Regions from separate parts of the Sus scrofa genome. Here region 2 is linked to region 1. A link is a contact called in public Hi-C data. All regions are on one chromosome and are shown on one strand. The core of a region is the stretch at or near the end of the contact, and the rest is flanking DNA. Distances in the headings are between cores, read along the strand shown.

The links. A called contact is a pair of places that touch in the nucleus more often than the background predicts.
Region 2: a Hi-C map of brain shows a contact between it and region 1, with 5 times the contacts expected there. The contact joins two enhancer-like sites. A contact is called at or near these places in 3 of 47 Hi-C or Micro-C datasets (brain, embryonic fibroblasts and epiblast stem cells) and 1 of 2 datasets of contacts at active chromatin or transcription factors (skeletal muscle).

The regions. Positions count from the first base shown.
Region 1 is chr9:52,422,301-52,427,071 of Sscrofa11.1, forward strand. The region is part of intron 3 of PKNOX2 (homeobox protein PKNOX2); the gene reads left to right. Among named protein-coding and RNA genes, the nearest start is that of PKNOX2, 120 kb to the left of the region's middle. Within about 2 kb of position 1,926, at least 8 of the 83 cell types and tissues checked have an H3K27ac peak or open chromatin away from gene starts, as enhancers often do. A contact at or near this core is called in brain, where this site is marked.
Region 2 is chr9:52,523,176-52,527,788 of Sscrofa11.1, forward strand. All of the region lies in intron 4 of PKNOX2 (homeobox protein PKNOX2), which reads left to right. Among named protein-coding and RNA genes, the nearest start is that of FEZ1, 150 kb to the right of the region's middle. Within about 2 kb of position 1,411, at least 20 of the 83 cell types and tissues checked have an H3K27ac peak or open chromatin away from gene starts, as enhancers often do. A contact at or near this core is called in brain, where this site is marked.

The DNA.
Region 1 (4,771 bases), core at 676-3,175:
TTTGGAGTGAGGGTCTTAGAGTTTTCCACAAGTCAGCTGAAAAGTAATAATCACTGTTTGTTGAACACTTACTACATGCTAGAAACTCTGCTAAGCAGGTGATGGCATTTTCCCATAGAAACCACTACACTACTTTATGGGACACTGTTATTATCTCTGTATCACATGCAAAAGGGGAGCAGAGACAAGAGAGGTACCTGGCCAGTGACAGAGTAAGTTAGTCATAGAGTTGAACTCCAACTTAAGACTCTATTTTAGAGATCCAATCACTTCATTGTGTGGCTCAGGAAACTCAGTTTACTCTCTGGTAAAGGGGGAAATTCTGATGATATCATCTCCAATGTCACCCTCAGTTCTAAGATTCTAAATGTGCAGAGACGATTCTGGGAGCTAGCCTAGACATATCTGAAGTGGAGGCCGATGTTATGGAAATGGGTCTGTGTGAAAGCACGAATGATTTCCTGTTCTCTCCTTTCCCCTTTCGTGAAACATAGGTCAGGAAACCAATGTTTAATTTGGGCAGGTGAAGGAAACAGATAAAAACATAAAAGATCATTTGTATTTTCAAGGCTCCAACTTGGGGGCAGGGGCGAACATTGGGTTTGGAGTCCAAAGCTGGAGTTCCTTAGCCCGTGACTTAGAAGCTCTGTGATTCTGGACACATCTCTTTGGTCTTCGGATCCGGCATCTCTAGAATGGAAATAGGATTGTGTACCCCTCCCAGGATGGCTGTGGGGACTAAATGAAATCCAGCAAGTGCAAGCTTGAGTGCCATTCCTGGCACACAAGAGCGACTTGATAATGATTTGGCCATGCTCTCACCCAAGACACAAATAAAAGCTGGAGTTGGAAAGACTGGTCCTCTCCCTCTCCTTTGCTCCTTGTGGAGATGGTCAAGCATCTTTCCTTTAACTGTACTCTCCATAAAAGTTCACTCATAAACTATTGATATTTTAATAATACACATTAGCATCTTGCCCTTTGACAGATGAATATTGAATGAGCAATAAAGAGGCAAAAGAGTAACCAGGTACGTGGCTGCGGGGAAGCTGGAGTCATGAGTGGTTGTCAGAGGGACCGCTCCTTTCCAGGGAACTTGTGACTCACCTCTCTCTCCTGTGACCCCTGGGAAACAGCTCTTAAAAAGAGCTCATATTCTCGCCCAGCCCAGTCTGAGCAGGATTTGGCCTTGGTTTTCTTTCACTCGGTCTGGAGGACACTTGGGAGAAGACAGAAGAAGGTCATTAAGGAGCTGCCAAAGGCCCTGGACTTTTCACCCACTTGTGAAATGGCTGCCCTCTCCCCACTACCTTTGCCAAAGGTGCAGACTTCTTCCCCACATACTCTCTCCTGTTCCATAAATTTAAAGTCTGCAGACAGACATGCCCATAAGAAATCTGGCAGCCAACTTAGAAATAACTCAGAATGCTTCTGCTCCTCTCTGTCCTCTCTCCACAGGGTCTTGATAGGCACCTAGGCTTGGGGTGTATGTTAAGTTTTATAAGACAGAATGTCCTGCCTCTTGCAGCACGTGATATAGCCTCACTGTCACAGCCTCCAGTTTTTCGTGGCCTCCATCTGGGCTGGGAGTCCTTGCGTGTGCAGAGAACAGTGACAAGGGTTCTTCCTTGGTCCAGCTTAATTGGTGTGATTTAATGGTGTTTCTGGCCGATTCAGATTTATACGGCTTTCTGAGCTGCAAATCTGCTTTCTAAATGTAGAATTTTTGTGGAGTGGTAAAAAATAATGGCTGTTCTGTGATTCCTGCCTCCCGAGCTAGGAGATTGCAATTTACATTATGCAAATAGACATTATGCAATCAAGGCACTTTAGCAGGAATCTGGCGGCAGAGAGGCCGCTGATGAGATACGAGGTCTGCAGCCCCAACTGGAGGGGCCCAGGAAGCGCGGAGATGGAGCGGGGAGGGGGCGGGGCCAGCGGGGCGGGGGCAGAGTCTGTTCCGCCGGCACCGGGAGGCACAGTGGAGCCTGCCCAGAGATGAACGCATCCGGGGGCTGCCAAAGCGACTCTCTCAATTAATGGCTTTGTTTAATCATACCCCCTGTCCAGAGGAGTATTGTCTTACGGATAATTTCGTTTGCCTAACGAGATTTTGCTAATTAAATCTCCTTTCAGTTGGTGTGACTGTGCCTGCAGGAGAGGGGGCTATTTGGAGTCTTCTCCATAAACCTTTCTGGAGAGGAGCTGGGAAGGAGGGACTAGAAGGAGGGGAGACAAAAGGGTGGGGGGGAGAAACTTCCTTGCTGTGAGCAGGACTGGAGAAGCTTGTGCAGGATTTGGAACTACAAGGTGGCCGCTACTGCCCACCTTGCCTTTTTCTCTCCTGTTCCCTGTGAAGGCAAGTAGTCAGAAACCTTTGTCCAGCCTGAGGGATTTCCCTTATTTTTGCCTCCTCTGTGGCTCCTGTTACCTCCACCATTATCTCTTCTCCTCAAGTCCTTCCCGAATCCCCAGGAGGTTCTGCAGGATTTCCACACACTCCTTCCAGCAGCTCTGGCTGTGGGTGCTGGTGGTGATGTGAGAACCCTTCCCTGGCCTTCGCTGTTAGCCAGTGAGCCTGCCTCTTCAGAGAGGAAAAATTGCTTCCCATTTTGGCCATTTCTCCAGGGGTAGTTGCATGCATCAAAGAGGAGAAGACCTCAGTCAAATTCATGTATCATCAGAGTCAGTGGCAGTAGCTCCCTGTATGTGGAGAAGCCTGGTGCTGAGCCTGCAATGACTGGGGCCAAATCGATCCTGTTGTGATATGTGCCCATGTCTAGCCTGTGTTCCACTTTCTCCAGTGGTTCTGTACTACCTGAGCGTCCTTGGCCTGGTTAACCATGGGCCTCCCAGCTCAGTTCTACTTCTCTAGCCCCCCTTGCATCTCCCTCCTCCCTGTTACTTACAGACGCTCAGACATGTGGTCACATTTCCACTCCTGGTACCTAAATATGCTCAGTTCCCCCCCAAATACTCTGTATAACTTCACACCTCAGTGCCTTTGCACATGCTGTTCCCTCTGTCTGGAATCTTATCAGTCTGGATAACCTCTGCTCTGCCTGCAATACTCAGTTCACATTATCTCCTTTGCGATGACCACTTACAGGACTTCCTGCCTTTCCTGAAATACTGCTGAACTCCTTCAACCTGTGAGTTGTCACAAGACCTCAAACACGGGCATCAGTCTAACCAAGTTAAGAACTGAATCTTGGGTTTCCTGCTGTGGTGCAACGGGATCTGTGGTGTCTTGGAAGCTCAGGGATGCAGGTTCCAATTCCTGACCCAGCACAGCGGGTTAAGGATCCACCATTGCTGCAGCTGCAGCTTAGGTCACAACTACAGCTCAGATCTGATTCCTGGCCTGGGAACTCCATATGCTGTGGGGCAGCCAAAAAAGGAAAAAAAGAACTGAATCTTATCCTTCTCCTAATCCCAATACCTAGAATCATGCTTGGCCACAACAGGCACCCTACATGTTTGGTTGAATGAATGAACCAAAGGGAAGAGGGTGGAGTGATGGAGAGGTTTTCTCTAGTAAGCCTTCCAAACCCTGGGATGGGCGATGGTGGTGGGTGGTCAGGAGACTAATTTCTGTGGAGGCTTTGCACAGTTACTTGCCTGTACATCACCTTTGCTTCCTGGGTAGGAAGGCTCCGATTCCCTGTGTGTGCCACACACGGCTCTAGGTGTGCCAGCACCTCCTGTTGCACATTTTTACGTGGATCCTGTGAGATGGGTATTGTTTTTGCAGAGGGCGCTGAGGCTCAACTGTCCTCATCAGAGAATAAGGCAATGTTCACCTGTAAGGGGCACAATGGTGGGGGCCCAGCGGACTCTACCTCTAGGCAGGTGAAAACTCCTATGCTTCCCAGTCTTCCCTCCACATCCATCCCATCTACCCATCCATCATCCCACTCACCCATCCATCCATCCATCCATCCCATCTATCCGTCCATCTATTTATCCCATCCAACCATCCATCCATTCCATCTATCCATGCATTTCATCCATCCATCCTGACTAGAACCTAAGCTTCCCTGGATGTGTGTCACATCCTGGGCTCTTCCAGTGCTAGAACACCTGGGTTGCTATTCTGGGAGGACCTGTGGGTCTGTGTGTGTGTTGGGAATTGTGCAGAGCTCAGGCCCAACAGGCAGCCTCTGGTCTGCTGGCTCTGGTCTGCTGCCCAGCTACTGGTGGGGATGTCAGGGTAAAGAAGCCTGCATTCCATTCTGGGGAGCATGGGTACAGTCTAGGAGAAACAGCTCATGTCTTCCTGTGTGATTAGGGTAAATGCATGTTGCCTGTGTGCATGTAGGCTGCAGGGTGTTTGTGTGTGTGTGTGTGTGTGTGTGTGTGTGTGTGTGTGTGTGAGGCAGTGTTTGAATATACTGCTTTGTGTTTTTCTTGGTTCCTGAGTCTTGGTGCCCTGCTTTTTGTCCTGATATTTCCCCCTTGGCCCAGGTGTGTCTGTCAATGTTCTGTCTCTTCATCGAGGCTTATAATCATCTTAACATCCCCACCATACTATCTATGCTCTGGGTCTGAAGTGTTGCTTGGTATGTAATAGGTGTTCAACAAATACTCCATGATGCCCTTAATGAGGGAATAAGTGAACAAGGATACATGTTGCTGTCAGATAGACTTGATTTTGAGCCCTAGTTCCGTTATTTAGGTAGCTGGGACCTTGGAATTTAATGTTCTCATTCAGAAAACAAGAATACTAACACTACCTATTCTATCTTTCTTGAAGGGTCGTTGGTGGAAG
Region 2 (4,613 bases), core at 161-2,660, 100 kb after region 1:
TGCTAAAAGCTGGAGGGGGAGAGTAATGTGAAAACTCTTGCCTGCTATTTATGGGATTGATTCTCAGATCAAGAAGAAGCAAGCAGTTGGATGAAAGGAATTATTGTTAAGCTCCTCGGTAGGAAGATCTAATGGACAATTGCCGCTATCAGGGGGAATTAAATTGCTGTTTCAGTTTGTAAAATATATCAAGCGGCTTTTTGAAGCCAGAAAAGGTATGACAGCCAAGGCAGGGGGGGTGGGGACTCTGCCACTTTCTGGTCCTGGTGTGAGAAGCAGGAGCCAGGCAGGAGAGGTGCTCTCCTAACTTGGACCCTGGTCCATTTTTTTTGGAAGCCAAATTGAAAACTAGCTGAACGGAGGGAGGCAAGGAGAGAAAGGCTGGAGCCCTGGAGCTCTGGGCCCTGAAGTGAACCAGGGGCAGTGGAGCAGGACTGGACTCCTTTCTTGGAAAGCTGGTCAAGGGGCGAGGAAGGTGACTGACATGGGTCTGTGATTACCAGCCACTTCACTCACACCCAGGGCATGGCCGAATCCTCTGTCTGTGTCACTACTAAGCCTCCCCCTATGACACTGTGGACACAGTGGGATCCAGGGTGGATAATCACCCTCTTTCTCCCCAGACTGGCTCTCTTAGTTAGCTTTAGCTCATCCCCAGGCTGGGGTCAGTGAGTGCAAAAGTGAGACCAGTTGACCCAGCCCCACTGGGGTCATATTGTTATTCCAGATAAAGAGCAAAAAGCAAAATGGCCTTGGGGATGGGGAAAAGGGAGGAGGGGGACCCACTTGCAAAGAGGACCACAGGCCCGTGCTGGCGCCACGCCCCAGGGCACAGGGACCACTGAGTCCCTACAGCCACTCAGCTTTCAGCTTGTGGTTTCTAGCCTTTATTGGATTTTGCAAAGAGACCTGTGTGTGTGTGTGTGTGTGTGTGTGTGTGTGTGTGTGTCTACGCGCCTGTGTTTCTTTAGATAAATCCACAGAGTCACATGAAATCAGTGACAGGTTGACACCGTTATTTCAAGATTCATCGCTCTGAGTTGCCAGCATAGGAGACGTAGCCAACTCCTTCCCACCACCAACACTTTTTTTTTCCAGGCATAATTTATAGCAGTGGGGTGAATTTGTTTCCAAAAGATGAATATCACACTATCAGCAACAGCTGCCTCTCATTTTTATTTGTTTTTAAATTTGACTCAAAGTCCAATTCTCTATACACATCCAAAGCTGTAAATCCTAAGGCGACTGATTACATGATTTAGTAAACAGGTTATGTTATATAATGCAATTAAAGTGGGGCTCCACAGCGCCATCTACAGGCTTCTTTTGGGAAGGGAGCGGGACTAGAGACTGGATTGTGGACCAGGCTCTCTGCACAGGGAAAATAAATGGGATTACGCCAGGGTTGAGAAGCCTGCTCCAGAGGGAGAAGCTGAAGCCAGCCAGGTTACTAATGCAGCCTTTTGGTCCCTCCTGCTGAGTTCACTGTGTTATTTCAGCCTCCTGCAAGTCTGTCTAGACGTCAGAACCCAGGCCTGGGCAGCTGCTCAGAGCGGGGAGACTTGGGGTTGAGGGAGAGAGTGGTAGCCACCTGGGAGCTCCTGGGCTGGGGGCACCGAGGAGGGCTCCTGGCTCTCTTGGCCTCAGGGGCCTTCTTCCCCCACTCTCAAATGAGGGAGCCTTTGGAATGAAGCTGCAAGCTTCAACTATTTCCATTCTATTCACCAAAGCTTGTATTGAGTGCTAACCATATCCACAAAGACTTTCAGAATATTCTGGTGAATTCCCTCGTTTTGTAGTCCAACAGGGACTTGTACAGGTCACAGAGAAGTGGCAGAGCTGGGTGCGGAATTCAGACTTTTTGACCCTAAGCACAGGCTCTGTCTGATCATCGGCGGTTACAGATGAGGAAATTGAGGCCCAGACCAGGAATGGAACTTCCAAGGCCTCTAGTTGTAGCAACGGAAGGAAAATAATAAAATACTGCTAGCCTGTGTCAGAGGACAGAGGAGAAGGGCTGCTTGGGGGCCTCAGCACTGCCTCTTCGCTGCCCTGATGGGGAAGGAAGGAGAGAAGGGAGGGAGAGGTGCAGGCCCAGGGCCAGTGCTCACGCCCCACCCCCTCCCGGACCCCTCTGCCCTGAACTACAGTACTCTTCAGAGGCTCTGGGCCCTCAAGGATTCTAGCTTCTCCAAAGCTTCATTTGAGTAGGCAACATCACGGAAAACTTGTCCTGGAGAGGGCAGACTTATATCTCAGCGCTCAGAGCCCTGAGCCAGAAGTAGGAGGTAGGGGTGAGGGAAAGAGTGGGAAGTGTACATGAAGAAAACACGACCGTCAGAGTCCAAAAGGGTACATGTCCCCCCACCCTATCCTGTGCCAACCACCCGCCCAGGGTCCAGTCTGGGGTGATGGGGCAGGACAGTGTGGAGCCACAGGGAAGCTGGTCCCTTCCCCTCTCCTACCTCAGGCCCAACAGCCGAGGCTCAGCTAGGGTCAGGGAGCAAGAACAAATGCGAGAGTTCCCAATTAGACTTTTTCTCATCCTTAAGGCCCTGAGCCCCCAACCCTGACACCCCAGCCCAATTACAGCCAGGCAGCATTAACCCCTTGGTGCCCCAGGCCGTTAATGGAATGTTAATTGGTCTAATGGGTTTCATGTCAACAAGTCCTAATGAGCTCCTTTCTAACGAGCTTGTTTTTTTTTTTTTTTTTTTTTTCCTAAGCCTGTTTGTCAACACATTGGAGTTAGGGTTCCATGCGGAGGGCCTTACCTTGCAGGGCTGGGGAGCCAGAGCAGAGAAGACAGGGGGAGTGGGTGCCCCTGGGCTGCCCCTTCCGCCTTCCTAAAGGGGTGTCCTTCCTGCCCCCTCAGCCACCCCACCCCATGACACTGCCTCCCTGGACTTCTGAGCTCTGTAAAATGACAGTTTTAGCTCCTTTTGATGATAATATCAATGAGATTATTATTTCTTCTTGGATATCACTATGGGGTTGAGTGTTGCATTAGGGTTTTGTTTTGTTTTTCCTCCCTCCTAGCTGCCGTATAATAAAGGTTTTCAGCATTAAAAACAATCTTTCACCTTGGGAAATTTCTCGGTGGTAAGTTGTTCCTCGTGTGTCCTCCATTTGCAGTCTTGGCTGTGCTCCCTCCAGTGCCCTGGTGTCTGGTGACAGAGGGCTGGGGCCTCTGGACAGGGCGGGGCAGAGACGCTACAGACTAATGCTCAGAAGCCCTGGGCAGGCCTGCTGCTTCCCTCCATACTCCCAAGAAAGTACAAAACCGGCAGGTTTCCCCAAAGGGCTGGGTGCCCAGAGATAGCTCAAGGAGTTCCCCGCACCCAGGTTGTGGAGCCTCACCCAAGCCTCCAAGAAGTCAAATCCCCACGCTCCTCCCGGGGATGGTCCCACGTGGACCCTCGGCCCCGCAAGGCCAGTGGATGGGAGGAAGGAGGTCATGTGCCAGAGGAGGCGGGTGAAGAAAAGAGGGAACTTCCGGAGATGGTGATGGGCGCACACGCGCGGTCTCCCCCAGCATCAGGTTACCAGGGGCTTCTGTGCCTGAGTGAGCAGAGAAGGAAACTTAAGCCCCTGATGAAAAGGCCTCCTGTTTTCTTGCAGGAGAATCCCCCAGAGGGCAGTGGGGCAGTGCCCTCATGGCCTGTGGTGACCCCAGAGAGGAGGAGGGGCAAGGGCCATCTGTGTCCTCAGAAAATTGTTCCCGTGTCTTCTGGCCCCTGCCCCACAGCTCAGCAGGCGCCTGATTGAAAACTCTACCCAGTTTGGACGGTGGTTGTTTCTTGGTGCAGAGTGCTCTTAGCCATTGCTCTTTACTCCTAGGTAGGGCAGCTCTCCAGCTGTTGCAAATATTGCTGGACAGGGACTCTAAAATGACCCAACCTCCATTCATTGGACAGTGAACAAAAGAATGCAGACCAAAGAGTCCTCTATTTAGCCCAAATCCTCCTCACTGAGATACCTGTGCTTTGCCTTCATGATGACTTTCTCATTCGTGGAATTCGGTTACCAAAAGACCCAAACCCGAGGTGGAAGGGAACTAGTTGCCCCTAAAAGGGTAGAAAATCTGCAGCCAGACTCTGCCCCCGGGCTCCCCCTTCTGGAGGCTTCTGGCACTACAGCCTCACAGCGGTTTGCTTTTTCCCATCCAAAGATCATCAAAGACTGACACTCCCTGGAAGGGATCCGGTCTTCAAGACCCAATAGGCCCCGTTCAGAGTTACCTCATCTGCTAGAGTTCCATGAAAGGATGAGCCTGGACACCCTTGAAATATCAGTATTTCCTTTATCCCCTCAGGGTCCCAAAGAAAGAGATTCCACACCCAATTTAATCTCAGAAGTCCTCATTCTGGAAGTTCTTTCTGATGTCTCAAGGAGTCTTTATCCTCTCCCCACTACCCTCTCTACTTTCTCGGTGATGTCCCACCTCTCGGACAAGCCTCAGCCATGATACTAGGCATTGGTTCCCCTGCCTGCAGAGTGAGGCTCCCTCATGGCTCCTTTTCCAGCCTCTTTGCAGAAGTAAAGCCTGGGTCTTGGTGCCCAGTGTGTGTGACATGGGGTGACCCTGAGTGCTTTCTTTGCAAGGACATCCT